Linked DNA regions of Mus musculus: regions 1, 2, 3, 4 and 5 are each linked to region 6. A link is a contact called in public HiChIP or PLAC-seq and promoter capture Hi-C data. All regions are on one chromosome and are shown on one strand. Each heading gives the region's core, a stretch centred on a gene start, on an enhancer-like site or on the middle of the called end of the contact. The rest is flanking DNA. Distances are from core to core; before and after follow the strand shown.

The links. Promoter capture Hi-C pulls out the DNA fragments that hold promoters and counts their contacts. HiChIP or PLAC-seq counts read pairs in DNA pulled down with a chosen protein or histone mark.
Region 1: a contact with region 6 is called in an H3K4me3 HiChIP or PLAC-seq map of forebrain, with 11 times the contacts expected there. The contact joins the promoter of A930005H10Rik here to the promoter of Col11a1 in region 6. A contact is called at or near these places in 2 of 39 promoter capture datasets (cranial neural crest and hippocampal neurons) and 3 of 115 datasets of contacts at active chromatin or transcription factors (astrocytes, forebrain and stem cell-derived neural progenitor cells).
Region 2: a promoter capture Hi-C map of neural stem cells shows a contact between it and region 6. The contact joins the enhancer-like site here to the promoter of Col11a1 in region 6. A contact is called at or near these places in 6 of 39 promoter capture datasets (the 3T3-L1 cell line, the C10 cell line, hippocampal neurons and 3 more) and 2 of 115 datasets of contacts at active chromatin or transcription factors (astrocytes and stem cell-derived neural progenitor cells).
Region 3: a contact with region 6 is called in an H3K4me3 HiChIP or PLAC-seq map of embryonic forebrain, with 9 times the contacts expected there. The contact joins the enhancer-like site here to the promoter of Col11a1 in region 6. A contact is called at or near these places in 8 of 39 promoter capture datasets (the 3T3-L1 cell line, 3T3-L1-derived adipocytes, cranial neural crest and 4 more) and 6 of 115 datasets of contacts at active chromatin or transcription factors (SST interneurons, astrocytes, embryonic forebrain and 3 more).
Region 4: a contact with region 6 is called in an H3K4me3 HiChIP or PLAC-seq map of forebrain, with 7 times the contacts expected there. The contact joins the promoter of Slc30a7 here to the promoter of Col11a1 in region 6. A contact is called at or near these places in 3 of 39 promoter capture datasets (cranial neural crest, frontonasal cranial neural crest and hippocampal neurons) and 3 of 115 datasets of contacts at active chromatin or transcription factors (SST interneurons, astrocytes and forebrain).
Region 5: a contact with region 6 is called in a promoter capture Hi-C map of hippocampal neurons, with 7 times the contacts expected there. The contact joins the promoter of S1pr1 here to the promoter of Col11a1 in region 6. A contact is called at or near these places in 8 of 39 promoter capture datasets (the 3T3-L1 cell line, cranial neural crest, frontonasal cranial neural crest and 5 more) and 2 of 115 datasets of contacts at active chromatin or transcription factors (astrocytes and embryonic limb bud).

What each region holds. Positions count from the first base shown.
Region 1 is chr3:115,885,592-115,889,854 of GRCm38.p6, forward strand. A930005H10Rik (RIKEN cDNA A930005H10 gene) reads right to left here and starts at 2,539. Exons shown (of 2, transcript NR_015487.1): 1 at 2,173-2,539. It overlaps Dph5 (diphthamide biosynthesis 5), which reads left to right and starts at 2,592. Exons shown (of 8, transcript NM_027193.2): 1 at 2,592-2,686; 2 at 2,849-3,006. The coding sequence starts at 2,872.
Region 2 is chr3:115,160,026-115,164,590 of GRCm38.p6, forward strand. No RefSeq gene overlaps it. Among named protein-coding and RNA genes, the nearest start is that of Olfm3, 81 kb to the left of the region's middle. Within about 2 kb of position 1,651, at least 5 of the 459 cell types and tissues checked have an H3K27ac peak or open chromatin away from gene starts, as enhancers often do. A contact at or near this core is called in neural stem cells, where this site is marked.
Region 3 is chr3:115,629,634-115,633,880 of GRCm38.p6, forward strand. No RefSeq gene overlaps it. Among named protein-coding and RNA genes, the nearest start is that of Gm40124, 10 kb to the right of the region's middle. Within about 2 kb of position 2,453, at least 48 of the 459 cell types and tissues checked have an H3K27ac peak or open chromatin away from gene starts, as enhancers often do. A contact at or near this core is called in astrocytes, embryonic forebrain, forebrain and 1 more, where this site is marked.
Region 4 is chr3:116,005,421-116,009,621 of GRCm38.p6, forward strand. Slc30a7 (solute carrier family 30 (zinc transporter), member 7) reads right to left here and starts at 1,986. Exons shown (of 11, transcript NM_023214.7): 1 at 1,715-1,986; 2 at 1,414-1,515. The coding sequence starts at 1,794. Extl2 (exostosin-like glycosyltransferase 2) reads left to right here and starts at 2,877. Exons shown (of 5, transcript NM_001163514.1): 1 at 2,877-3,117.
Region 5 is chr3:115,713,804-115,718,109 of GRCm38.p6, forward strand. It overlaps S1pr1 (sphingosine-1-phosphate receptor 1), which reads right to left and starts at 1,252. Exons shown (of 2, transcript NM_007901.5): 1 at 906-1,252.
Region 6 is chr3:114,029,152-114,033,528 of GRCm38.p6, forward strand. It overlaps Col11a1 (collagen, type XI, alpha 1), which reads left to right and starts at 1,389. Exons shown (of 67, transcript NM_007729.3): 1 at 1,389-1,852. The coding sequence starts at 1,750.

The DNA of each region.
Region 1 (4,263 bases), core at 1,289-3,788, 1.9 Mb after region 6:
TTACAGATATACCCTTGAGTTTGTTTTGTGTGGGCCATTGACAGCTGGACATGGGACCTATACAGGTATGCAGTTTTAAAGAGACTCAGCTATTTTATAGACACATTACTTTAGTAGAGGAGACTCCTTTGCTTAGAGGCTGGAGACCTCTGGGGAGACTTCCTGAGTGTAAAGGATCGGTAGTGGGAATCTAGGCTGATGACGAGACAGGCTTTAATGTTCAGATGAGCTGAGGTGTCAGCAGGGTGCATGTGGCTGCATGCTTTGGGCACAGAACTACAGGTGGGTCAATACCACTGAAAGAACGCTCATGGTATGTAAGGGGACCAGGGAGGCAGGTACTCAACATCCCATAGATGGGAAATTTAAGAGCATGGGGTTTCTTTTGCCAAAGTTTTTTTTTTTTTTTTAGAAGGGGGATACTATTTTTAGGGTGTATCTTTACTAGTCCTCCCTGGTTTCTGTGAAGACACATTTGAAGGGAACAAGATGGGAAGCTAACAGAGTAATAGAGCTAGGATCTGAACCAACACAGTGATAGTCAGTATGGTTTCTGACAGAGAAGACCTGGCAGTACGTGTGGGGGTGACTAATATCTGGGTTGGGGGAATGTCAAACCTACCCGATACAGAGTCAGATACCACGCAGGTAAAGAAGGTGATGAATCCAGCTCTGGATGTATAGAACTGGATAGGTTTCCGGATTATCAGGTTTGATTCCCAGCACTCACATGGTGGCTTATAAACATCTGTAACTCCAGTTCCAGAGATTTTGGTACCGTCTTCTGACCTCCATGGGCACAGGAACACATATGGTACACAGACATACAGACAGGGAAAACATTCACACACATAAAATAATCTAAAAAGAACTTTGAAAACCATTTCTCTAGATTTTTTTTTGGGCGGGGGCGGGGTTCAAGACTCACTCTGTAGACCAGGCTGGCCTCAAACTCAGAAACCTGCCTGCATCTGCCTCCCGAGTGCTGGGATTAAAGGTGTGCACCTCCACTGCCCGGCTAGACAAGTTTTAAAATGCTTATCTGTTATTAGCCTATCTTATTTGTTATCACTCAAAATCTTTTGTACATTTTTCCACATTGAGTTGTTTTCTTGTTCCATTTAAGAATCCATTAGATTTGAATTCATCTTCAGTTTATTATTAATTTGTTTGTGTGTGGGGGGGTGTGGGGGTGTGTGTGGGTGTGCCAGCCTGTGGTGGTCAGGGGAGACCTCTGTGGAGTTGTTTTTCTTCCACCTTTAACTGGGTTCCAGGATTAAACTCAGGTTGTCAGACTTGCGTGACAAGTTCCTTTACCAGCATCTTGATAGCCTTCCTTTGGTTTGTTTGCTCTGTTGACAAGTCTTTTGTCAAATTTCTGGTTTGCAAACATTTTCTCTCAGTGTACGACTTCAGTCTTTTGAAGGGAGTTTTTATTATTAAAGTATGACTTTTTTTCCTCTCTCTTTGCAACATGCCTTTTATAGCATACCTGAGAAATCTCTCCCTGGATAGGTCAGATTTTCTTTTCTTTTCTTTTTTTTTTTTCTTCTGTTATAATTTTAGGTCTTTCCATTTACACCATGATCTATTTTGAGGTGTATGTATTTTAATATGGTGCAAAGAATAAATCAATTTAGTGGGAACAGGGAGAATCAGGTCTTCGTGCACCCTTGGAGGAAAAGGCTAGACTTAAGAAAAATCTGAAAGGCCATTACATTGTGCCAAGAGAAGCAATGAACTGTCTTCCCAACTTGGATAAAGTTACCAGTGAATTTAGGAAGAGCATCTGCAGTGTAAACTTTTCGCTTACTGGAGCTGCGTGTAACCAATCTTTAAGAATCTCTGCAACAACCGCTGAGAGGTTTAAAGCACTTTCCTTTTTGTTATGCGCTTCCCGCCATAGAACTACTTTCTTTTTTAAAATTATCCTTTGGTTAGCATACTAAGTAATGGGCTTCATTATGGCATTTTTCATCCGTATATGTCATCACATTCGTATTTAGTCATCCCTTGAGCACTCTTAAAAGGTCACTCTCCACCGAGGGTGACTAAGGCAGATTCCCTTGAGGCATTCTGGTATCAGATCCCAGGGACAAACCCCTAGAAGGAGTCACAGCCCCCCCCCCCCCCCTGGGAACTTAACAACCACACTCAGCAGGGCAAGCCAACCTGTCCCCTCACCAGGGTGACTTCTGGTTAAATTGCGACAGATCTACAGAGCGGGAATTCAAAGCTGAGCAAACGCGGGGTCGGTCAGGGAAGTCCCTCCGGTTGTTCCTGCCAGTGTGCGTCTGGAGGGCGATTGGGAGCTATCGTCATCAGCCCGGACGCCCTTTGGGGATGTTTGAGTCCTGGCTTGCCGGGAGCGTGGGCACGCTGGGTCCTTTCCAGGCGCACAGCTGGACCCATTCCTGACCCTTGACCTCTGCCCGGGAGTCAGCGAGTCCTGGAGGGCCTTGCGGGGGGTATGCGATCGCTCTATAGCTCGTTCCTGGAGCGGTCTGTCATCTCCGCCTCCTGCCAGTCGTAAAGTGCTGTGAAGGGCTCTGCGCTTTACGGCGCCGTTAGGTGAGACCCGGAAGCTCTGTCTCTGATGGGCACATGGTTTGGGGACTGCAATTATTAAAAGGCTGCAGTGAGACTTTGAGGGACGTCAGCGAATCACCTCCGAGTCTCTAAGCGGGTAATCGGATCACACTTTTAAAAACAGTCATTCCATTATTTTCTAAGAGTATGCAGGAGTGTCGGACGCACGCAGGGTGCCACCTTGGTTTTTATGTTCATCCCTAGACTTTAGGTCCCCGGTGTTAGCTGACGTTTTTCTGTTGTTCACTTCGCTCTGCAGTCTCCCCATCCCTGGAGTTCGGAATGCTTTACTTGATCGGCTTGGGCCTGGGAGATGCCAAGGACATCACAGTCAAGGGCCTGGAAGTTGTGAGACGATGCAGTCGCGTGTATCTGGAAGCCTACACCTCAGTCCTGACTGTAGGGAAGGAAGCCCTGGTACGTGATTAAAGTCCCCAGGCCTCTGGGGAAGACATCTAGCTAGCGTCCGATTCTCCTACCCTAGACTGCACAGACTCTAAGCGTCTGCTTTTTTTTTTTTTTTTTAAGCCCCTGTAAAACACACACCCTGTCCATTAAGATCTACTTCATACTCAGTGACTTGGGAAATGAAACGGTAGTTTGTCCTACTTTACAAGTCTAATTTTGTGCCTTTCTCCAGTAAATAAAAAAAAAAAAGTTATTTTACACTCTTGGGGATAGTTATCAAATCCGTTATTTCATGAGCTAGCCAGACATCCTTTCCGAGTTGAGTGCTAATGAGGTGCTGACACAGGCTTAATGAGTTGCTTATACATTCAGCAAGCGATCTGAAAGCTTCCGTCTTTGAAGTAGTTCCATAGGGAACAGCGATCTCATTTTTTTTTGTCTGCAACATAGCCAAAGAGACCTTACATGTACTCTCCCAGGAAGGCTGTCATTCCCACATGTACATATAGAGTGACTAAGTAACCAGAGGATGTATTAGTGCATTATATACCTTAAACAGGGTAAATATGTAAATAATAGTTACAACAAGAAGGGTCAGTTTCTGCTTGATTGTCAAACTTAAAGTGAACCCTATATTGAGATAAGATGCTGATGTGTTGTTAGAGGAGGAGAGGAAGGTTTTTTTGTTTTGTTTTGTTTTTTTAAATTGTCAAGTCTTCCATATAAAAGTGTGGGCCAGAGAACTTCCGGTCATATCTCTCAGATTCACAACTCAGAATTTTGAAGGTTTCAGGGTTATGTTAAAAATCTTGAATCCTAAATAGGCTTCTTCTTAAGTTGGTCATGAATTAGAAAAAAAAAAAAAAAAGTAGTGTTTAATGGTCAGTTTGACTTGCTGGCCACACTTGTCGGTGTTTATACTTACTTCAAGATGATAGAAATATGTCTTGGATCAGTGATCAGAAACTATAATGGACCTAAAACCATTTGAGAAAATAGATAACTGGCAGGTTAATCGAATAGAATATTAAACACAGCCAGGGCTACACAGAGAAACCCTGTCTCTAAAACAAAAACAAAAACCAAAAACAAACAAAAAGGGAAGACAGGCAGTCGTGGCACACACCTTTAATCCCAGCACTTGGGAGGCAGAGGCAGGCAGGTTTCTGAGTTCAAGGCCAGCCTGGTCTACAGAGTAAGTTCCAGGACAGACAGGGCTACACAGAGAAATCCTGTCTCAACCCCCCACCCCCAAAAAAGCAAAAA
Region 2 (4,565 bases), core at 401-2,900, 1.1 Mb after region 6:
TAAGTAATCTTTGTTCAAACCAACAAAAGACATCTATGGCACATTTCTCTGATGCTCAAAAAGCATTGTAAAATGCTATTGTCACACTCAAATTAGCTTTTCATTCATATGTGGGCACAATCTGAATTGAAAACCTAACTGTCATTTTATTCTAAGTCATTTTCTGACACAATCTATTTGAAATAGGTCACAATTTGCTTTATGGGTCATTCTTATAGGCTTTTCCAAATGAAAAGTGATTTTTTTTTAGCCTCAACCTCTCCCTATTTCTGTTTGACTGACTTCTTAATTAATAGCTGGAGGTAGTAGTTGAATGAATTCTACAGTGGGTCCTATTTTAATTATATCAAAAGGGGTGATGTTAAATCATGCAATGAATAAGAAGGAAATAAAAGAACCTTAGCCTAGATAAAATAATTATAGAATCTAGATAAAATAATTATAGAATAAGTCTCATTTGGCTTGGCTTTAAGTGTGTCTCTTCTACTCAATACAAAAGAAGAACAAATATTAAAACCATAGTTTTAAGCTGGACACGGGAGAAAGAAAAGCAAAATATCTACCTTGAAGTCTGTGGAAAATATTCTCGATCAGTCAGATGCCTGAAGCAGAGACATTTCCTACTCTGAACTTTTTCATGAAAACCTTCCTTTTGCTGTCCCTTTAATTCTAGTCCCTGGTGTTCACTAAGTGGAAACCTCCGTTTCTTTGGATTCTTTAAATTATATTATTTCTCTCTTCTTTTTTTTTTTCCTTCACCCAAACAATGCTGTGCTTAGAATCAGTGTGGAGCCACAGAGATCTGAATTTGATTTCCAGCATTCTGACCTTGAGAAAGTTTCTGGGATTTACCAAGCAAGCTTGCTACTTCAAAAGAATGTCTGACACTGGGTAATTTATAAAGCTAAGGCATTTGTGCTTCATCATTCTGGAAGCTAGGAAGTTCAAAGTTTAGGGAACTATACTTGGTAATTTTTAAATTTTCTTTTTTGAAAAATTGAGCCTGCTTTGTTTTGAAGTAGTTTATTTTTCATATAATGTATTTGGATTATGCTTTCCCTCAGATCCTTCCTATTTACCCACCCACCCAAAGCATCTCTGTCTCTCTCTGTCTCTCTGTCTCTCTGTCTCTGTCTCTGTCTCTCTCTGTCTCTCTCTCTCTCTCTCTCTCTCTCTCTCTCTCTCATTATGATATAAACAGAATCTAAATAGTAATAGTAGTAATAAAATTCACAAACCAAATAATGTTCTTTGTGTATTATTCCATGGCAGAAGGCAGGCAAGAGGCAGATATAGAGGAAGTGAGAAAGGCAGGAAAGATGAGGATAAAAATACATTTTTTTTCTTTGGGAACCCACTTTTATAGTAACTAAATCACTCGCAGTATGTGCAACAAGCCAGTCACTGTTTAAACTATCTTTCATCATTATAATCTGGATTAAGCTTTCAACTCACAGAGCTTGTGGTTTTGCTCCATAGTCATCTACTGAGAGAACAAACCTACTCCATCTTGGGACTGGCCTCCATTTTAAAGGAAAAAGAAAAGTCTGAGAACTTTAACTACAGCAAAACCTAAGCTGCAGGCAAGTACCATAAAGGACCCCATGGCTTGTTCCTGGCCCATGCCCCAGAGTTACTCCCAAGCTACTTCCTGGCAACAGCCAATCAAGTATAGTGTGATTGTTCCAGATGTACTTTCAGACCATTTGTGACTGTTCATGGTTGTGCTTCAGAGCACCCATCTGTTGGCTTACAATAGTCATTCAATTAGTCATTTGCCAGGTGGGAAACCCTCTCGCTTGCTGGCCATTTACTATAAAACCTTGTCTCATTGAGGGCTCAGGGCTCCACCTTCTATTCCTGCTGCATCAGCATTGGTGGTGAGCCTAAGGTCAAGCTTGAGTAAAAGAGACCCTAGTGAAATTGCATCCAAATTTGTTCCTTGGTGGTCTTTTGGGGTTTGTGATCCTGCATGGTCACAACTTCCTACTGTCCCTGATAAAAGTCTACTGATGAAATGTGTAACTCCAATATGCAGCATCCTCATAAAAATGTCATTATGTTGGACATCAGTTGGAGGATAGGCCCTTGGGCCTGAGGATGTTCAATGCCCCAGTGTAGGGGAATGCCAGGAGTGGGTGGGTGGGGGAGCACTCTCATAGAGGCAGGGAGGAATAAGGGGTTTCTGAAGGGGAGACCTGGAAAGGGGAAAATATTTGAAATGTAAACAAGAAAATATCCAATAAAAAATGTCATTAGTTAACTCACCTCCCACAGAAGGTAATTGAGACTTTCTTTCTCCTCTCTTGTATCCATAGGTTTTTTCAAACTAGGATATCTCATTAATTAATTAACTAGGATAACTCATTCAGTAGAGTTTAGCCACTGGGGTCTCTCATGTATTTAGCTGGTACCTATGCACTCAGTCTTCTCTTTGCTAAGATTTTGTTTTAAGCAAAACTATAAGAATAGCATGTGACCCTTCCTAAAATTGAAATAAGACTTGTTTTTAAAGATACTGGGCTTGAAGTCTTACTAATACGATCCTGAAGATTTAAAATGTTGTGAGTCTAGCAGTCCATGAAGGCCTACTGGATCTCTGTTACTTCATCATTCTTGACAGTAACCTAAGTGGTGGTTAATTATTTTCTACTTTCCTGAATACATCAAGTGTAAATCCCCAGAATAGATTAGCCAAAGTCAATAATCAGAGAGGAATGAAACACTTAAAAGCATTACATTGAGACAAGGAAGGCCACTCTAGCTATATGCATTTAATCATGTCTGTTATTTTAAAGGTCAGCATTACAGTTCAATTAGTAGTTTTGTTAGATGCATTTTTCCTTACAAAATTATTCACCCCAGCTTTTAAAGCATGATCAATCTTCAATTGTGTGTGCGTGTGTGTGTATGTGTGTGTGTTTGTGATAGAAAGAATTCCTATCAGATAACTTGGTTCTATTTCAAGCTTCTCACTGAAAATGTCACGTAATACCATCTAATCCTATTATCTTGTAGTCATCTCCAGCAACACATGAAATGGGCAGAATCTTTACATAATTAGATAAATGAATCAAGAAGGGATTACAGTTATAGAAGTGTGTAACCTATGATAACTTGTTTGTTCCACTAAATAAATAACTCACTAACTCCCAAGAATTTAATCTAAAATAATTTAAAATAAGAATAGGATAATCTTGAAGACACTACTCAAGAGCTTTCTTTCCACAAAACATAACTTTAAGGATCTAGTCTTTTATTATATTTAATAAATTACTATGACAGGAAGAGATTATCATAGCCAGCCTTGCAATAATAGGAAAGATAAAACTTAAGCATTATATAAGACATATCTTTAAACACAGTAATGGGACAATACAGCTTGGAGCAGGCAAGCCAGATACAGTAAAGAAAGCAGGCAAAGGGGTGAGAACATTTCTGCTCATGATCACCTTTCAAGTAGTAAACACAGAGCAAGAAGAGGTAGGTGACCCTGTGTGAGAAGGATCATCTCTTCAAATTCCAGACACACCAGAACTAGGCTCTGAAATTCTGGTTCATATGAACAAAATATAAATGTAAAACTAATGCTAGAGGTACAACATAGTTTTCCTCTTCAGTGATCATAAATGGTGGAATATTCAAGGAACATCTTACCTTAGCCTCTGCTTCCTTGACAATAATATTAGACGTGCATATATATGTGAAGTGAACGTGTGGGGGTAACATGATGAAGATAAGTCATTAAAATGTTGAATTTCCCTAGATAATGAAAGCCCATACTCAGATGCCTGTGTGAGCTGTCCCTATGTGAGCCTGCTCCTTGGAATTACTCTTTCCTCAGAAATATTTTCTGTGTAAATGACTTCATTGCAAACTGATCATTTCTAACTAGGCTTCCACTGCTGCAGACATCTGCTAGGTTGGCAGTGACTTCCATTGGTGAATTGGCAAGTTTAGCAAGTCCACACTTAAAGAATTAGTGAAAATGAAACCAAACTACCTGCCTAAGAGCACAATTTTCACGTCATTAGACCATACAGCTCCACATCTGAGGGCTGCTGCATGGAATCAAAGACTAGACTACCTTCAGAGGCCTTTTGGAGGCGGGTAGGCTAAGTCTACTCCAGCCCAAATAGAGGTGTCAAACATACTTCAACTTTCCAGTGCTCTAAGGTAGAAATCAAATTACACAATTACACAGACTAATTATCACCTAATATTAACATAATTGTGCCAGGCTCTTCCCCCTTATAAGAATCTAAACCTTCTTTCTACTCATAGTTAACTATGAGCACCTCTTTTTACATTGTGTTTTCATTATTTACTTAGCATTCCTTACTTCATCCCTTGACCACCAACAGGCTTTTTGGAAGTGGGGGACTTTATTTAACTTGTCTTTGTATGAACTCCAAAAAATTGGAGACATTCATTAAAAGTTAATTGAAAGAGCGACTGGGAGAATAGTTGAAACATGCTTGCACCTGAAAAGTACAAAGAAATTCACATAGGAATTAAAATAGATGGGCCAGGGTTAAGTAGTTATACCAATTAAATAGACATTT
Region 3 (4,247 bases), core at 1,203-3,702, 1.6 Mb after region 6:
CTCTCAACCTATAAATTTTCTAGTCAAGGACAGAGGCGAAAAGTTTGCCATTGTTCCTCCTGCAACAAAGAAAAAGGATAGTATCATTTCCTACATCATCACAAGGTTGGAGGCCATAACAAATGCTACATAACAAGAGGAAAATGTACCGGATTTATATAATTAAATTTTAATGTGACATGGGATCCTTCAGAAATGAAGACTTCAGAAACAAGGAAACTGAAATATTTATAGGCAGTGAGTAGCAATGTGATTAGAGGCAAAGGCCGTAACCTATCGGTGATGATGGGCTAGGGACTCAGCAAGCTCTGCTTGTCAGTTCTAATAAACCCTGTGTGTAAGGTCAGGACCCTTATGAAACAGAAGTGCTCCAGCCTCCTTTCAGGGAAGGTGAGCCTGTAACTGTGGGCTTTTACACCCACACACCAGTTCTTCAAGTAACTTTGAGATTTAATTATATATGAATAGATGTCTAGCCATAAGCTTGGTCTTATTCCTTAAGTAGCTCATAACTTAACCATTTATTCTATTCTATGAGTGCCACATGCCTGGTTACCTCTTCTCAGTTTTGTGTGTCTGTCTCCTCAGAGACTGGGGTGAATCTCTTCTTGAACCTGACTCTATCCCAGAGGTCCTCTCTCCTACCAGAACTCCTACCTCCTATTTCCTGACTCAGCTCATTGGTCAACAGCTTTTTATTGACAGGTGAAGCTACCATACACTACATAAGAGATTCTTTCTAAGCTGGGAGAGAAACACACAGAGAGATTGGATCATCTTCCTGCCTTTTCAGCTTCCTCAGTTCCTTCTGCTTGAAAAAGAATGAAGAGTAACTGCAAGCCAGCACTCACTGTTTGGTGCCATCCTTGAAATCTTAAACCCAACTCTAGGTAGTCCCTGTCAACACCAGCTTTTCTCTGCTTCATGCCAACTTCTACATCACCCAGAAAGAGGCAAGATGGAAATGCAAGAATGGTCCCTACACTCCCCTCTTTGGCTCAAGTGACCTTGAACCAGAATTTGTCCTTGATGTACCTAAATTTCTGTTAGATCACAGTTCATGCAGTCTCTAGTATCCCTTCAGTACCTGTTAGTCCAGCACCCAAAATGCTCCCGGAACTTCGCCGCATAATGGGAAAAAGCGAACAGAGGAGTTTCCAAAGCAATTGTCCCAAAGAACCCTCAGATAACACTTCAAAGCACTGAGGGCCAGGTGTAGTGCACACACCTAGAACCTAATTAGTCATGAGGCTGAGACAGAACTGAGAGTTCAAGACCAGCCCTGGCTACAGATAGAGACCCTATTTCAACAAACAAACAAGAACAAACCAAAAACGTTAAGACTCCACCCCCAATTGTGACAGATGTTTGTTTAGTATCTGAGAACTATGCCCAAAGGCTACCACTCATTTAGGTAGCAGTGGTGTGTGTGTGTGCATGTGTGTGTGTGTGTGTGTGTGTGTGTGTGTGTGTGTGTGTGTGTGTGCGTGCGTGCATACATGAATGTGTGCCTGTGTACATGTGTTATACAAAGAATGTGGTGGTGGGGCCTACATGTGTGGAAGCCAAAAATCGACACTAAGGTTTTTCCTTCGTGGCTCACCACCTCGGTTTTTGAAACAGAGTCTCTCACTGAATCTGGAGCTTGGTGCTTCCACTAGACAGGCCAATGACCCTCTGTGACCTACTTGTCTCCACTCCCCACCCTGCACTGTCGTTAAAGACATTCACATCTACATTTCTACATGAGTACTGGAGATCTGAACTCAGGTCCTCATTGCTTGTGCCTCACTTTCCTCACTGAGACATCTCTCCAGGCCCCAGTTTAGCTACTTTTTGATGGCAGAGCTTCCCTTTACTATCTGAAGCAGCATCTTTTCACAGATGAAAAAAAGAAAAGCTCTTATGTTCATAGTGACTGTGGACAGACTTAGAATGCCCTGCCTTCACATTAAGGTTCTTCCAAAGATATTCAGTCCCCAAATCAGGAGTTACTGACCAGAAAGGTATGTAATTAACTGAGTAATTATTAGCCTCAGAAAGTTAATTTGTCCAATAGTTTTCTCACTTAACGGAAGGGGATATTAGACAGTGGATCTGCTAAGGAAACCACCCAGTCTGACGCGATCGCCAATGGTGCTGTGGATGGATTGCCGCACAGACATCCTTAAACTGGCGTTCATTGTACAACTGTATTCTGATGAAGAATTTAGAAAGCAATTCCTTAAAGGGCGGAATTCGTGCTTTGTGTGTTTGCTAGTTTTCCTTTTGGAAAAGCCTCATTAAGCACGAGAAGCTGAACAGCAGTTAAAAAATTAAGGGGAGGAGGCAAAACCAGCCTTCCCTGGTCCCAGAGTTCAAATGAGATTGCGCACAAACGGCCTAAGTCTCTCTGCTCTGAGCCCAGCGACTATTATCCCAGCTCCTGTGTGACTTGCATGGCAAATAAAGGAACAGAACACAGAGACAAAGAGCCATGGCTTCTGAAGACAATAAAATCGCTCTGTTGGTTCGCTTGGACAATGTAGTAGGCTGGCTACTGCTTCCCATGTTTCCCCACGCTGTGCGGTCTGTTCATCACAGAGGCAGCTTTTAATAACTGTAAACCAAAGAGAAAAAGGGAAAAAAATAGCAACGTGTGGCACCTTTGCACAAGTAGATAGGAGAGGTTGCTGCTGCTTTTAGACCTTTGTCCAAAGACCCAGACTGAGAAATGTCAGCTTAAAAAGGAACCCCAAGTTTTTGGCCATGCTTGCAAATCTGCACCCTTCAAGTGTGATGTCAAATACTTGCATGGAATTGAAAGCTAATTAAAATACAGTCCCAAATGGGGAACGACTTGGAGAAAGACAGGTTACTCAACCCAAAGCGCCCCTCTCTGAGGTCTAATGAGGCATCTGTAACCTTCGTAGATAGGGGTCATCCCATGGGGAGCAACAGGGTACAGGAGGCTAAACCCTTGGCCTGATGGGATCTGATCTCATCAGAAGAAGCCATAATCATCTGTAAGAAACGACAATTATGCTGGTGATTAAGGTTAACACTGGGAAATGAACATATCCCAAGAGGGAAACTGAGCTGCCAGGAACCACACTGATAGAGCATAAAGCCAGGTGGCTGTGCCTTTCCTCAACTGATGGCCTCGTTATGACTACTTCAAAATGTTTCCCCTCACAAATCAGTCAGTGTCATCTTTCAACAGTAGGTTCCCAGGGCCATGCAGCCCCTCGTGGGTCACAGAAAGCAGAAAGTACCTGCCTGAAAGATGGTGCACAGCTAGTTTAAATCTCTTAAACCCAGATCCTACGGCTCCCATACAAGTTTCCCTTAGCTGGTTTCCCAGGGTTTTCAACCTCCTCAGTGTGGTTTTTTCTCATGGGCACTGAGAATGAGAGTGTCTGGAGGTTATAGATACAGATCAGCAAGTCAGGATTAGAGACTTAGGCTTTGATAATAAAGCCACAGATGGTACAAGTTAAGAAGCAGGTCTGATACTAATGAAATGTATCAAATCCAAATGAAGGGTAAAAAAAACTAAAGAGTCTAGGAAAGGGTCAGAAATCCCAGAAGAGGAGGAGAGGTGAGAAAAGTACACAGAGGCCAAGACAAGGTTCATGTAGACTTGAAGCCAACAGAGCCTAGAACCAGCAGGGGTGTTGATCTGAGGCTGGGTTCTGAGACACGGTCTAAATTCATCTAGAAGTAGCTCTTTTGCTCCTGTAAGGACAAGAACAAATGGCACATAGACCAGCTGGACTTGGTTGAGAAGCATGAGACAGAAAATTGAAAAAGATCCCTGGCAAAGGCCAAGGCTGCTATAAATGCTTTATAGCCTAAGCCTCTCTCTGCTTTTCACTCTATTCTAGGTGGAAAGCCTTGGCCCCATGCTCTATGAAGGCTATGATACCTGCAGCCATCACAACACACTACAAAGAGAGGAATCAGGGTGCATGCTTCTGTATCTATGAAAATTGTCCCCAAGAAGTACCAATTAAGACTTCCATATGAGCATCATTTCACAGAATCTATTGATATGGACAGAGCCAGAGGTGCAGAACATGAAGCCTTTGGGCTGGGTTCAGCGTTCCTCTGTATAAATTGCTATTAACTAGAAGAGTAAGACAGGAATAACTAGAAATTTCTTTAGTCAATTTTTCTAATATTTGACTTCTTCAACCTGATTTCTTCTTGGAGTTCTTCTGAGAACGTGTCACTCATGGTCATGCATATGGCTACACAATGACATT
Region 4 (4,201 bases), core at 736-3,235, 2.0 Mb after region 6:
TTTTTGAGACAGGGATCTCTTAGTCCTGGCTGTCCTGGAACAGATAGACCAGGCTGGCCTCGAACTCACAGAGATCCTCCTGCCTCTGCTACCCAATTGCTGGGATCAAAGGTGTACGCCAGAGAACAGATGCCATGATAACTTGATTGAAACAATTACTTTGCTCAAATACAGCAGAGTTAGAGTCCAAAGACTATGATCTTTTACCCCTCTGAAAATGGATTTTAAAAGACAGAGGCCAAGTTAGTTTACTAGAAGTAACAAAAATAGACCATAAATGGCACAGGTTAATCTACAATCCTATGTAACTCGCCTAAAGATCCTGGGAGAGTTATATCCCCCATCTTCTAATAGAGTCTCTTTCTTTAACATTTTGTTTTTATCCCTGCATGTGTGTGTCTGTCTGTACGTCTCTGTTTTTCTGTGTCTGTCACATGTGTGCATGTGCCTGTGAGGTGGAGAAAAGAATGTCAGACCCTTGAAGCTGGAGTTACAGGCAGTTGTGAGCCACCAGATATGGTGCTGAGAACGAAATCCTGATCCTCTGCAAGAGCAGTGAGCACTCTCAACTTCTGCCCCTCTTTTATCGATTCTTAGAAGGGAATAAAATCTAGAAATGGAGTTAGCACACTTCAGAAGTGTGCTCATTCTGTTATTTGCAGAGCAGTTTCACAAGCCCAGAAGTTATCCCACAGCAAATACTTAAATTCCAGTGACTTTACTTCCTTAGCGACACCGGACTCTCTTCGACCCAAATCTTGACACCATAAAACAAAAACAAACAAACAAAAAAGCCCAAAGGTGACACCAAAGCCTTCAAGTCAAAATGGCATTCTCAGAAAACTGTATGGGATTTTCTACTGCAGTAAAGATACAAGGAAAATCCTAAGACAGTTTCACTGGAAAAGAGAATGGCATATGCTTTGCCAACGGTCTCTTCACAAACCTCTTCAAAAGTCATTCAAAGGCAATCATAAATTTAACAGGGCCATTCAGATCTTTCTCTCTCAGAATCTTAGGAGTGAAATCCAAAAAAAAAAAAAAAAAAAAAAAAAAAAGCCACACCCACAGGTAGGTTAGCTAACAGGATCCTCTCATTTTTCCTGAGGCATAGCTAAGGCAAGCTGTTAAAGAGATTCATTGCATCTGCCAAATAAAAAAGTAAAAAAAAAATATGAGGAGGGGGCCTGTTTGTCAGTTCTGTTTAATGGAGTTGCAGGAAATGAGAGTCCCCGATCTTAGAACTGCAGCCCTTCCCTTTTGGTGAGAGTACGCTGAGAGCAACTCAGCAAAAGTGGTAGTGGCAAAGGTAAGACGTGAACCTGCCGGTAAGGAGCTACGTGGCACTAAGCAAATAGTGGCTTGTCTCCCTCACCCTCTGCTTCCGCCCCAATCATCTTCCCCTTTGGTTACCAGTTGCTCCAGATGCCGTAGAGTAGTTCCACAAAAGCGAAAGAGAGGTTCAGGCACAGGAAGAAAAACAGGTTCCGGGATGTCTTGTCCGACAGGATGGACCTGGGCACGATACAGGTGATCAGAAGCAAGCAGGAGCCAAGGGGGTTGCGGGGACCCCTCAAAACCCACCCAGTCCGCATGCTCGTTCCACCACAGCAGGAGGGTGACGCTCCCATGCTGGACCTCAGGCCATCCTTAGCACCCAGCTTTGTCTCAGCATCCCGGGCAGCCCCCTCCCAGCAATCACAGCACCCCGCACCTAAACCAGCCTGAGATCTTGCCGAACAGATTGAACTTGGGTGGTTTGTATTCATCATCCTTGATGGACAGGGGCAACATCTTCTCCACCCGGCGAAGGGCCGGGTCTCCGTCCCTCTAGAAGTGACTCGGTATGGTGGCGGCAGTGACAGCGGTGACGCTTCAAACGCGGACCCCAAAGCGCTTGACCGCCGCGGCACCGCCGCGAGACACAGACACAGACACACACCCGGGAATTCGAGGACTTCCGGCCCGGGCCGCGCAACGCGTCCTGGGACGGGAAAGCGGGAGGCGGGGGCGGGGACTCCGGCAGGGGAGGGGCTTACGGGGAGGAGGCGGGGCTTGGGGGCTGCGGAAAGTCCGAGCTGAAAGCTTGGGGATCTATCTCTAGCTGAGCTAGGGGTCCTATCTCCTGAACTCACGAAAGATACCCCTGCTGGCTCTCTGCAGACGTGGCTGACTGGTTCAGGGCCCGCTGTCACCCACCCAGATCGCCCATCACTATCGTCCCCGGATGCAGTGCAGCCCGCTCCTGCTCCTTCAGCATTAACCCCCTAAAGGACCTCAAATCCCCGCTGTGCCTTAGGCAGCATCACTGAAAAGCCCAGGCGGCCACGTGCTGCGCCGCCACTGCACGGGATGTGCGAGAATGGCTTCCCGAGGTCAACGCTAAGGGAGTCCACCCCCACCCGCGGAAACCGTCACGCGGGACGCGATCGTTGAGTGCTTTGCAAAAGAAACACTTAAAGGTATTTTAAAACGTCCTTTAGGAAGAGGGCCATAGACTATGGCCTTGAGGTCCGCTTCTTGCTGTTTCTCCCCTGCAACCTCATTCGGTTGTAGCCCTGAAGGCAACCGCAGACAGGTTCCTTTAGCATCCTTGTCACCCCCAAGACAGTAGCTGTCACTATGGTCCATTTCAGGAGGTGCAGATACAAGCCTGTTGGGTGGGAGGCTGGGGATGAGCCTTGTGGGCCTGGGCTGGCTAGAGAGACACTCTCCAGCATCTTTCTAGGGGATTGTTTAGACAAGGTCAGCTGGCCGATCACGTGAATGATTAAAAGTTATTACCTAGAAGGGGAAACCCGGAAAGGGGGTCTGGTTTGGGGAGGTGGCTTGGAAACTACAAAACCGAGCTTCTTGGGAAAGCCTTTTTGCCTAACAGGAAGTGGAGCGTCACCCAAAGCGAGGGAGGGGTGGCCACTCAGGAACTGTCCCCTGCTCCAGGCACTCACTTTGCAGGCGGCGCATTTCCTAGGTTATCAATTGGACGGGCAGAGAGGTTGGAAGCCCGGTTTAGGAAAGGGGTGGAAAAGAGGCAAGCAAAGGAGACTCTCCTTTCGATTTATGCTAACCAAGCTGCAAATAAACCCGCTGGCCCCGCTGCAATCTTCTGCACTAGAGGTGAGGCAACTGTGAAATTCTCTTTCATTGATTTTATCTTTCCATTTGGGACCTCTGCTTGTTTTGCCCTCGTTCTTGGAACTTTGTGGGTAGGAAGGATTTATTCTGTAATTTAGATTTTTGAAAATAGATCTTGATTTTTTTTTAATGTTCCTCTTTAAAAACTGCTGGTAACAAACGGCTTGATTCTATAAGTTCTAGGACAAACATGTCTCTTTTGTCTTTGCCTTTCTTGGACCATTATTGTCATGTAAGCAAATATTCTCAATTAGTAGCATTTACTTTTTAAAGGCTACTCTGTTGTTGTTGTTCAGAGCAGTTTTTCAATTCTACCCTACTGCATTGCTGAGGAAGCCAGAACTGACTGCAGACGAGGTCGTTTAAGGCAAAATAGCTATTGCAATTGATTTTTTCCCCCTTGAAGACTGCTTTATTTAAGTATGATGGTGGGGATGGTATATCAAAATAATCAAGTTTCAGCAATGGATTTCCAGCCTTCTCATTAAGGTCACCTGCAATTTGAGCCTATGTGGTTTTTATCCTGCCTTTGGAAATAAATTCTGTATTCCATCTTGCACTGTTGTAAATCCGAAGTTGCTTAGCTGGCATAGATAGGGAGGAACCCATATTACCTGTTATTGAATAGTTTTGAAAGGCATTAAAGAAATTTAATTTCAGCTTTATCAGTTTCCTAGATTTGTTACGATATAAGGTAGATCTGCTCTTGAAGATCTTCTCCCTTCTGACTGTGGCCATGCTATTTTTTAATCCTTAGCCCTGGACAGCATAAAGGCCAATCAGCGTTAAAGGCATTTTCGTTTGCAGTATAAAGGACAGAAGGACACTCTTTAAACCAGGAAAAGTTGTTTCTACTGTGCCTCACTTCTTTTTGTAATCTTTAAATAATATCTATCCTGTTCATGTTAACCTACACATAGGTTAACATATGTCCCACATGTTAACACACGTCCCACACGTCAAAATAGAACTCAGTTATCATTTGGAGATTATCTTGTATGTGTTGGGTGTCCAGACTATAAAGCAAGATAAGTGAGAGTTCTTCTCCGGGGAGAGTTTTATGGAG
Region 5 (4,306 bases), core at 2-2,501, 1.7 Mb after region 6:
TTCTTCTTTTTAAAACTTCTGTCTTTACTCCTCCGCCTCACCCAACCGCCCCACAAGTTCATTTATTACGTTTAAAGGTATTCACGGAGAACCCCTCCTAAGAGATTGCAGCAAATCCTAGACGTTTCTCCATGAACTGATTGCTTAAGAAAGTTTTAACTTTAGCCAACGCTTACTTGCACACACACACACACGAAAGTCACCCTGCTAGCGATAACGAAGCACGCCACTTTGTTTTAACTTCAGGTACATTAATTTCCAGAAACACATACTGCTAAGTTTGCATGGGCACTTTTAACTTCCTCCGCTCCCCACACCCCCAACATTGCCTCCTCTCAACAGAACTAGCAATCCCTAAAGGGCACACAGCACTACTTAAGTTGGACACACAGCACTAAATAAGTACTCTAAAGTCTGCACAGTAATTGATCAACTCTATAACAAATGAGGGGGGAGGGGACCCTAGAGACATTGTAGTCATTTCTGTGACAAAAGCTTACGAAACTCAACATTTCTCCACTCTTATCGCTACAGTCCATTCTCAGGCAATGGAAATTATTGGCGTGGTGCCTGATAATTTTGTCTACAGGATTTCAAAAAAAAAAAAATAATAATAATAAGCGTCTTCCCTTTTCTCCGTTCTAATGAATCACAGCTTCTCTAGCATGCCCTCCCCCAGTCGTTTCTATAATTTGGAAATTAATCTTTTTTTTTTTCTAACTTCATAAACTCCGTGCCCCAAGAAGAAGTCAGTCAAGAAGGACTCCATAGCATCTTGGTGATGCCCGGGTTCGTTTTGCTTTGTTTTTTCTCAAAGTTTTTGTTTGTTTCGTTTGTGTTTAAAGGTTCGTTCTTGACACCTGGACGCCCCATAGCCGGAGCCTGCGAGGCTCACAACCCCCTACCTCGCTCAAGCCGGACGAAGCTGCGTCCGCAGGACTCTGGGTCTACACCGCGCGATCCGCATCTTGCTGCTGTCGGCGACTGACGGCGACCAGCTCACTCGCAAAGTTCCCTGAGCTGGGGTCCCCTCCCTCCTCAGCGGTGCACTCCAATGGCCAGCCCTGCCTGCGCTGCCCGCACCACTTTTGCAAGACGAAGTCTCTGAGCGCCCCGCCGAGGCTGGGTGGCTCCTCTAGGAAGGGACTGGGAGGGGTTAATGCTTTTAACTCCTCCGCCCTCTGCCAGCGGCAGGGGGCCCCTCAGGGTCTGGGCTGCTAAGAAGCAGCCTCCCAGAAAGATCTGGGGCAGAGTGACTAAAATAAAACCAAATGAATAGGAGCCCCTCCGCCCCAACCAGCAGAGAGAAGGGAAGAGAAGGGGCGGAGCCTGGCAGCTCCTAAATTCTAATTCACACAGCTTCCCGCAGTCCCCAGCGCGGGACGGACTCTGAAACTAGGCATGGGGATCCCTGGGAAAACTTTTCTTCGTTAAAAATCTTAGAGGACAGAGGACAAGCCTGCACTTGGTAGAGGAGCTTTCTGGTCCCAGACCCCACAGCCCTGAGGATCCGTGTAGCCCGAGTGGTCCGGTGCCCTGGGGGCCACTTCCACGCGGTCAGGGGAAACCCGAGCCACTGCCCGGAGAGCCGCAGCCACGCCGCAGAGAGGGGATCCTGAGAAGGTCGGAGGAGAGCAGCCCCGAAGTACTGAAAAGCTTCTGTCCTCCACCTCCTCTTCCTCCACCCCCTCCACTCCGATCCTGGTGAAGCCTTGAAACTTGCGGTCTGGTGGGCAGAAAGTGGCTTTCCCCGGGTGCACGGTGAAGTGGGCCAGTGCTGTGCTTGATGTTGGACCGGGGGTTCCCCTCTCTCAGCTGACCGCAAAGCCAGGCGGTGTGCCCCAGATTCTGGGAAGCTCAGAGGCCTTTGAGGAGGTGGGCTGCTGCCCTGGCCTCAGAGATTTAAACAATCCAGCAGCAGTTCAGGAATGTCCACAGGGGAAAGAGGTTGCCTGTCCTTTCACTGGCCAGTGCCTACAGCCCCCTGCCTAAAGCTGGACCCCTCTTCTCTCCCTGTCTACGTAGAGATAACTAAGAGATCCCCAAATCTAAGGAATTGCACCTTGTCCACATTTTTCTACTGTTAGATAATGCTAGATTGAGGCTGAAGAGGCCTTGGTCAGATTTGTCTGAGTAGCAGATGGAGGCCTTTATGCCTTGTCTGTCTGTCCTTCTGTTAAAAAGTGGTTCCACCCAAGTCCCCTGTTCTCACTGCCTTCCCACCCTGAGCAGATGTGATCACAAAACTTCCTCTGCTGTGCAGTTTCAATTAACAGACACACCCTGTACCTGAATGACTCAAGAGAGACAGAAGAAACAAACAACAGACCCCTACCTTCTGGGATTTTATGAGCTTGCAAAAAAAAAAAAAAAGTAGCTGTTAATTCATATTTGCCTAGAAGCACTCATTGACAGTTTCCTACCTTACCTACCCACAAACTACAGATCTTGCAAAACAATATGGAAACCAAGATAACAGCCGTCCAGTCTCCTCCAGAAAAGACAGAGTTTGAGACTGGTTTCATTTGAAAGAGGAGATAACTTCTGTCTATCGCAGTGCTGCAGAGGCAAGGAGTTAGCTTCCCCTTCTCCCACTAACAATTTATGAGGTCTTTAAAGGGGAACTGTGCACTTTGTTGTCCCAAGATGTGATGGCCACTGTCCCATGAAGCAATGGAGTAGCATGGGCCGTTCTACCCATGAGCAATCCCTCAGCCCTGAGAGACCTGTAGATTGTCCAGGTAGTATGTGGCAGAGATGGGTCACCAAATTTAAGTTGTCTTGCCTGTCTGCTCAAATGCTGTCAATCAGCTTAGAACTTCACATTCCTTTCCTGAACAGAGGAGACTTCTGCACTTGGACTCCTTACATTTGTACTTCTGATTGTACTTGTCTTTACATGTGCATAAAACTATTACTAATGTATACAGTGTGTTCTTTTGTGGGAGGAGAGTGAAGCTCTCAAGCTTGGGTTATTCCACTTAGCTATGCATCCATATCATTGATATACACAAATAGCCAGGCACAATGGTGCATGTCTGTAATCTAGGAATTTGTAGAGGCAGGAAGATCAGAAGTTCAAGGTTATCCTCAGCTATATAGTGAATTGGAGACCACCTTGAGATACTTGAGACTGTATATCTCTCTCACACACACACAGCAAAGGCTTGGGTATATTGCAGAGGTAGACTGTTTTCTTAGTAAGTGCAATACCTTGGATTCAGTTCCCAATACTGTGAAAAGAAAAAGATAGGCTACGCATAGTGACAAATGCCTTTAATTCCAACATTCCAGAGGCAAGTGTGGGGTAGATTTCTGTAAGTCTGAAGCCAGACTTGTCTATATAGTTAGATCCAGGCTAGCCAGGGCTATATAGTGAGACCTTGTCTCAAACAAAAAGAAAGAAGGGAAAAAAAATACTGAAAAATACTGACACTGTATAGTCAGGTTTCTTTGAAGGAACAGAACTAATGGTGGTCTGGCTGGCTAGTCCAACAATGGCTATGTCCTGACAGAAAAGCCAAGCATCCAGTAGCCAATCGGTTCATCAACCCCAGTCTGGTTCTGGAGTCCTAGAGAACTGCTGCTCATCAGCCTCCATCGAAGTCTTGAAGAGGTAGGTCCTAGGAGTGGGGAAGGGATGCCTCCGCAGCAGAGCAGATGAACTTGTCAGCTAGAGTGAAGGTGAGCAGGCAAAAAGCAAAAGCTTCCTTCTTCCATGTCGGTTTAGGGGGGCTGCCACCAAAGGGTATGCCCTAAATTTGGGGTGGGTCTTCTCACTTCAAATGATCCTGTCAAGAAAACCCCTCTCAGGCATGCCTAGCTGCTTGGGTTTTAGCTGATTCCAGATTGACAACCAAGAGTCCATATGACCCATGTGTAGATATAGGTCTACATAACTATAGGTATTAGAATCTTATGTAGCCCAGGATGGCCTCAAAATGCACTCATATTCACCATAAACAATTTCAGTTTCTGATACTCCATCTTTTACTTCTAGTGTTGCTATTGCAGGTATGCACCATCACACCTGGCTTTATGTTTAAACAGAACAGGGGACCAAACCCAGGGCTTTATGCAAGCTAGGCAAGTACTCTACCAACTTAGCTACCTCCTTGACGCTTCTCAGTGCCCACATTACAGACCTAGAGAAAACTTATACTTTCAGTAATTATAATCAGATTCTAAATCATATACATGTATATGATTTAGAATCTGATTATAATTACTGAATATATATATTAGTTACATATTATTATTATTCTAATTTTATAAACAAGAAAAACATGGGCTCCAGATATATTAA
Region 6 (4,377 bases), core at 139-2,638:
TGAAGACATTTTATATAGTCCAATTAGTCATGTCTTAACGGATCATTTAGAAAAGACCCCATGGTTTAAAGCTTAGCATCAAATAAAGACTTGAACGTGCACGCTTGATAAGCCTAATTGAAGGCCCTTAAGCACTGATATGACTGAAATGCTAACAGTAAGTCCTGCCTTCTAGTCTCTGTGTTGGTAGAGAAAATGAACGTGTTCCTTCAAAGCTTCTCTATGGAGTGGGTAATGTATGCTGGTACCCTGTTGGACACTTCCTACTTCTGTCCATTGCTGGACATTGGACATGGCACTCACTGTGGGAGAGACACGTTTCAGAAATGATTTAAAACACAAAAGACCAATCAGGAGGATGGAGGAATTCAAATATGCAGAAAACTGACCAGGGAATCAAATGTATAGATTTAAGAGATACACTGAGGAGGAGATGGGTTTCTTAGAACCACTTCCCTCTTGTTAGACTTTGCTAGTGGAGTGACCACGTTTTCAGCCCCAAGGCTCAGGGCCAGGCCAGGCCAGTAAAGAAACTGACTGGATTGGTTGGAGAATTCTGCAGGCAGCTTTCCTGTCCTTCTCTATTCCCTGCTTCTCCCTTTCATCCAGTATCAGGATTTGCTGGAAAAGCAAGTGACTGATTCCCTTAGTTTCTACTGCTATGGGTTCTTGGTCTTTCCTCTTTTCTTGCAGACAAGCCCCTCAGTGAGCTCTGGGCAGTCTTTGAACATTTGAGAAGCTTAACTTTCATCTCACCAACTAGATTTTGCCTACAAGATGAGGATTTTGATCTTTAGAGTTCCTTCATGCCACCTTCGTTAGTCTCTAGTTTAAAAATATTAGTAAAACACTTTTGGATGCAGGCAGCACAGAGCCCACTGGTTCCTGATTCCATGGCTGCCTTAGGAAGCAAGGTTTTTGGAGATGGATAAAATTACCGCTGCCAGTCCAGGACTCCAGCCGTGGGGCCAGTGAACATGCTGGTCTTCTCCCCTCTTTCCCCTCCCACCTCCGAAGAAAGGGGGGGGGGGCTCCCGGACTGGTGCGAGCAGAGTGCTTGGTTTTTATTGAATACAGAAGCTACTCGAACGTCCCGTGTGCTGCGGGGCTGTCCTGCAATTCCTTTCATTCCCAAAGTGCAGGAGTCCAGCTTTGGTCCCGCCTAACTCCCTCCCATTTCTTTTCAGGGGATTTGAGGAGGGGGGGAAGGAGAGGGAAGATGAAGGGTGGCTGGTGGGCTGGGCCTGCACAGAAGTCTGGATCCTCCAGGGAGAGACTGGGCGGGTTCAAGGCTGCGGGGAGGCCTGTGATTGGGTATGACCTTCAGTCGGCTTGTCAGTTTCTCGGGCACACAGGAGGCGGGAGGAGTGGGCGGAGGAGGGGGCTGCGCGAGCCTCTTGTCCAGCCCACCCACAGCATGAAGCCTTTAGGGGTGCTCAGTGCTTTCGGCTTTTTTTCTTGAAACCCTTCATCTGCCCTCAGTCTGAAGGCAGGGTCAGGCGTAGGACGGGTCCCGGGGTCGCAGTCTCCTGCGGGCCACCCCAAAGGGAGAGGAGGGGGCGAGAGACAGGAAGGAAGCAAACCATCAAATTGGAAAAAAAAAAATTAGAGCCCTTTGACTTTTTTTTTTTTTACTCCCTTTCCCTTCCGGATGGCTGTGTAGCGAACGTAGGCGACACCTTGGAAGGGACAAAGTTGGTCTGCAGTGGCAATTTCGTGGGTTCACAGTCGTGAGCGTGGGGCTTGGAGATGGAGCCCTGGTCCAGGTGGAAAACGAAACGGTGGATCTGGGATCTCACCATCTCAACCCTCGCCTTGACTTTTCTCTTCCAAGCTAGAGAGGTCAGAGGAGGTAAGGAGGAAAAAAAAAAGTTTGGGGAGGTGGGACATTGCCACCCGGCTTTCTTCTTTTTTGTGTGTGCTCTTCTCCCTTGTCGTCTCCCCACTTCTTTTAAATAAAATCCAGATTGTAGTTGCTACCGGGTTAAGTGTGGAAACTGGAGAGACAGGGAGATGGATGTAGGCGGGACAGTAATGGGCTAGGAGGTAGGTGGCAGGATTAAAAGATCTGTCAGGCACCGGGCAGGCTGAGAAAGCCCATCATCCCTTCTCATTTTCTTTGCAAAAAGAAAAAAAAAATTACCTTGAACAGGAAGGCAGTGGTACAAAGCTTTTGTTTCAAGAACAGTCTTTACTCAGAGTCCTCGGTCCTTTGAACCAATCTTTGGGTTTCTTCGGGTTCTAAAGGAGATATCTTTTGAAGGGTGACCTGAGGAGAAAATACTGAGAAAGAGTATAAAGTGAACTGTGATAAACTTCTTTGTCTGCAAGGAAGTGAAAAACGGGCTGTTTTTACTTTGGAGGATATAAGAGAAACCAGCGGGGATGAAGCTAGAAGATTGAGAGCACTTTGTGTGTGGCATTTTGAAATGTTCTCAGAGGAACACATTTCCCAGACGATAAAGTGGAGTTCAGGAGTGCTCGGGGCAGAAGGGGGGGGGGCAGTTTCTCCTGATGATTACCCCCCTCCTCTCCGTGACACCCTCATCCTCGCTCATCCCTTGTCCCCTCCAAACAGCTTATTCTTGCAGGTTGGACCTACAACTCTCTTGGAGGGCGAGGAAAGTCTCCAAGCAAATGGGGTGGTGGGCAGACGACTAGGGATAGGGAGGAAGAGGAGGGGGCCTGGGATAGGAGGGGGAAGGTAAGGAAAAGTTCCTACGTGGCACTACCAAATATTGAATGGCCAGACCTGTGTAGCTGACTGTAGCCCTGTCAGTACCGGAGGAGGGAGAGCGACTTCACTCCTCCCTCCGCTTGCCTCCTCCCTCCCCCGCCCCCGCCCTTTCCCGAAAAGGCATCTGGCTGCAGCGGTCCCTTAGGTGCTGTAGACTCGGCTGGCAGGAGAAAGCCCTTTGAGTTGGTGAGCCTGAGCAATTCACAGTAGAAAACAAGCTTTGTCAGGACTGCAGAGAGAAGCGGGGAATAGAGAGGAGAGGAGAGAATGGGGTTGGAAATGCCAACCCAACTCTGAAAGCACAGGTTTCGTAGAAACCTGAGCCTGGCCTTTGGTCTTGTTGCACATATCTGAGCGTTCCCTAAATTGAGTTAGCACTTCAGGGGGGCAGCCCTAGGGTCTGATTCTTAGGGGCTTCACACTCGCCAGGAACAGGCGGCTTCTCATTCATTCTGTGATGAGCTCTGGTGACCCTAGGCCACAGTGGGGCTCAATTCGATTTTTTTTTTTTTTTGCAATGATTGAGGCTACTTACGTTGATTCGTTTCAATGATAAATATAAGCATCTTTGAAAGTAGACTACCTCAAAAATTGGCAGTTTACTTTTTGGTATTCTGTCCTCTTTTGGGTTGGGCAGTTTGGGCAGCAGTTCTGCCCTCTGCTGGTTTTCTTCAGCAAGGGAAAGTCTATTACTTAGTGATACTGAAAAAAATGTTACTTGCCTAAGGAAGAATAGATTGCTGTCTCCCCAGCTTGTCCACATACACATGTAGACGTGAATATCCTAGTGACAGTCATTTAGAAGCACAGAATCTGAGACATTCTGCAGTGATCACCCTACACAGGTGACCTGAATGCCTTTTCTGCCTTGAGATATTTTTTTTGCTTTTCCACACTGGGATTTCAAGTCAATCAGATTTCCATGGTTTTAGGCTCTAATTTTCTATGTGAAATCTTAACAACACATCCGAAACACTTTCAGCAAATATCTCAGTACTACATCACATCCATTGCACAAAATTATGTTTCCTATTGTATAAAACTAAAGAGCATGTGAAAAGGTGAAGCACCAGATCATGCTATTTCTAATGAAATATTTTGAAAATAGTGTAAGTCATTAAATAACTTCATGGCAAGATTTGGGTGCTTATTTTAATGAAGTTGGCAGGTACTCACTACATAGTGGAAAACTACTGTTTTATTAATTCAATCTTGTAGACCTTCATTCTTTAAACCTATTAAAATTCATAAAAGAAATAATAGTAAATAAATACTTAAAAAAGAAACACCCTCTCAACTCCCCAGTCACCACAGAAGGAGAAACTAACTTTGTCTCTAGCATTTAGGAATGTAGCTAAAGGGCTGAGTAAAATTAACATGGCTTTCTAAAGCAGGTATCTTATTCTAGTATTATACTGACTTAATAGATTTCCCAAAGATGTGTACGTATGCTTCAGTGACTTAAACAAAAGAACATTTAAAATGGGCTGGTTTTCATATAAAATTAAAACACTATTATAAACTTTGTAGAATGTTTCATAATGTTTTCATAATAAAATTAGACTCTAAAAACAATATATACAAGAAGTTTTTGTGGAGTTTTTTTTGAAGAGAATGGATTAATGAAGTTGACTGTTGAC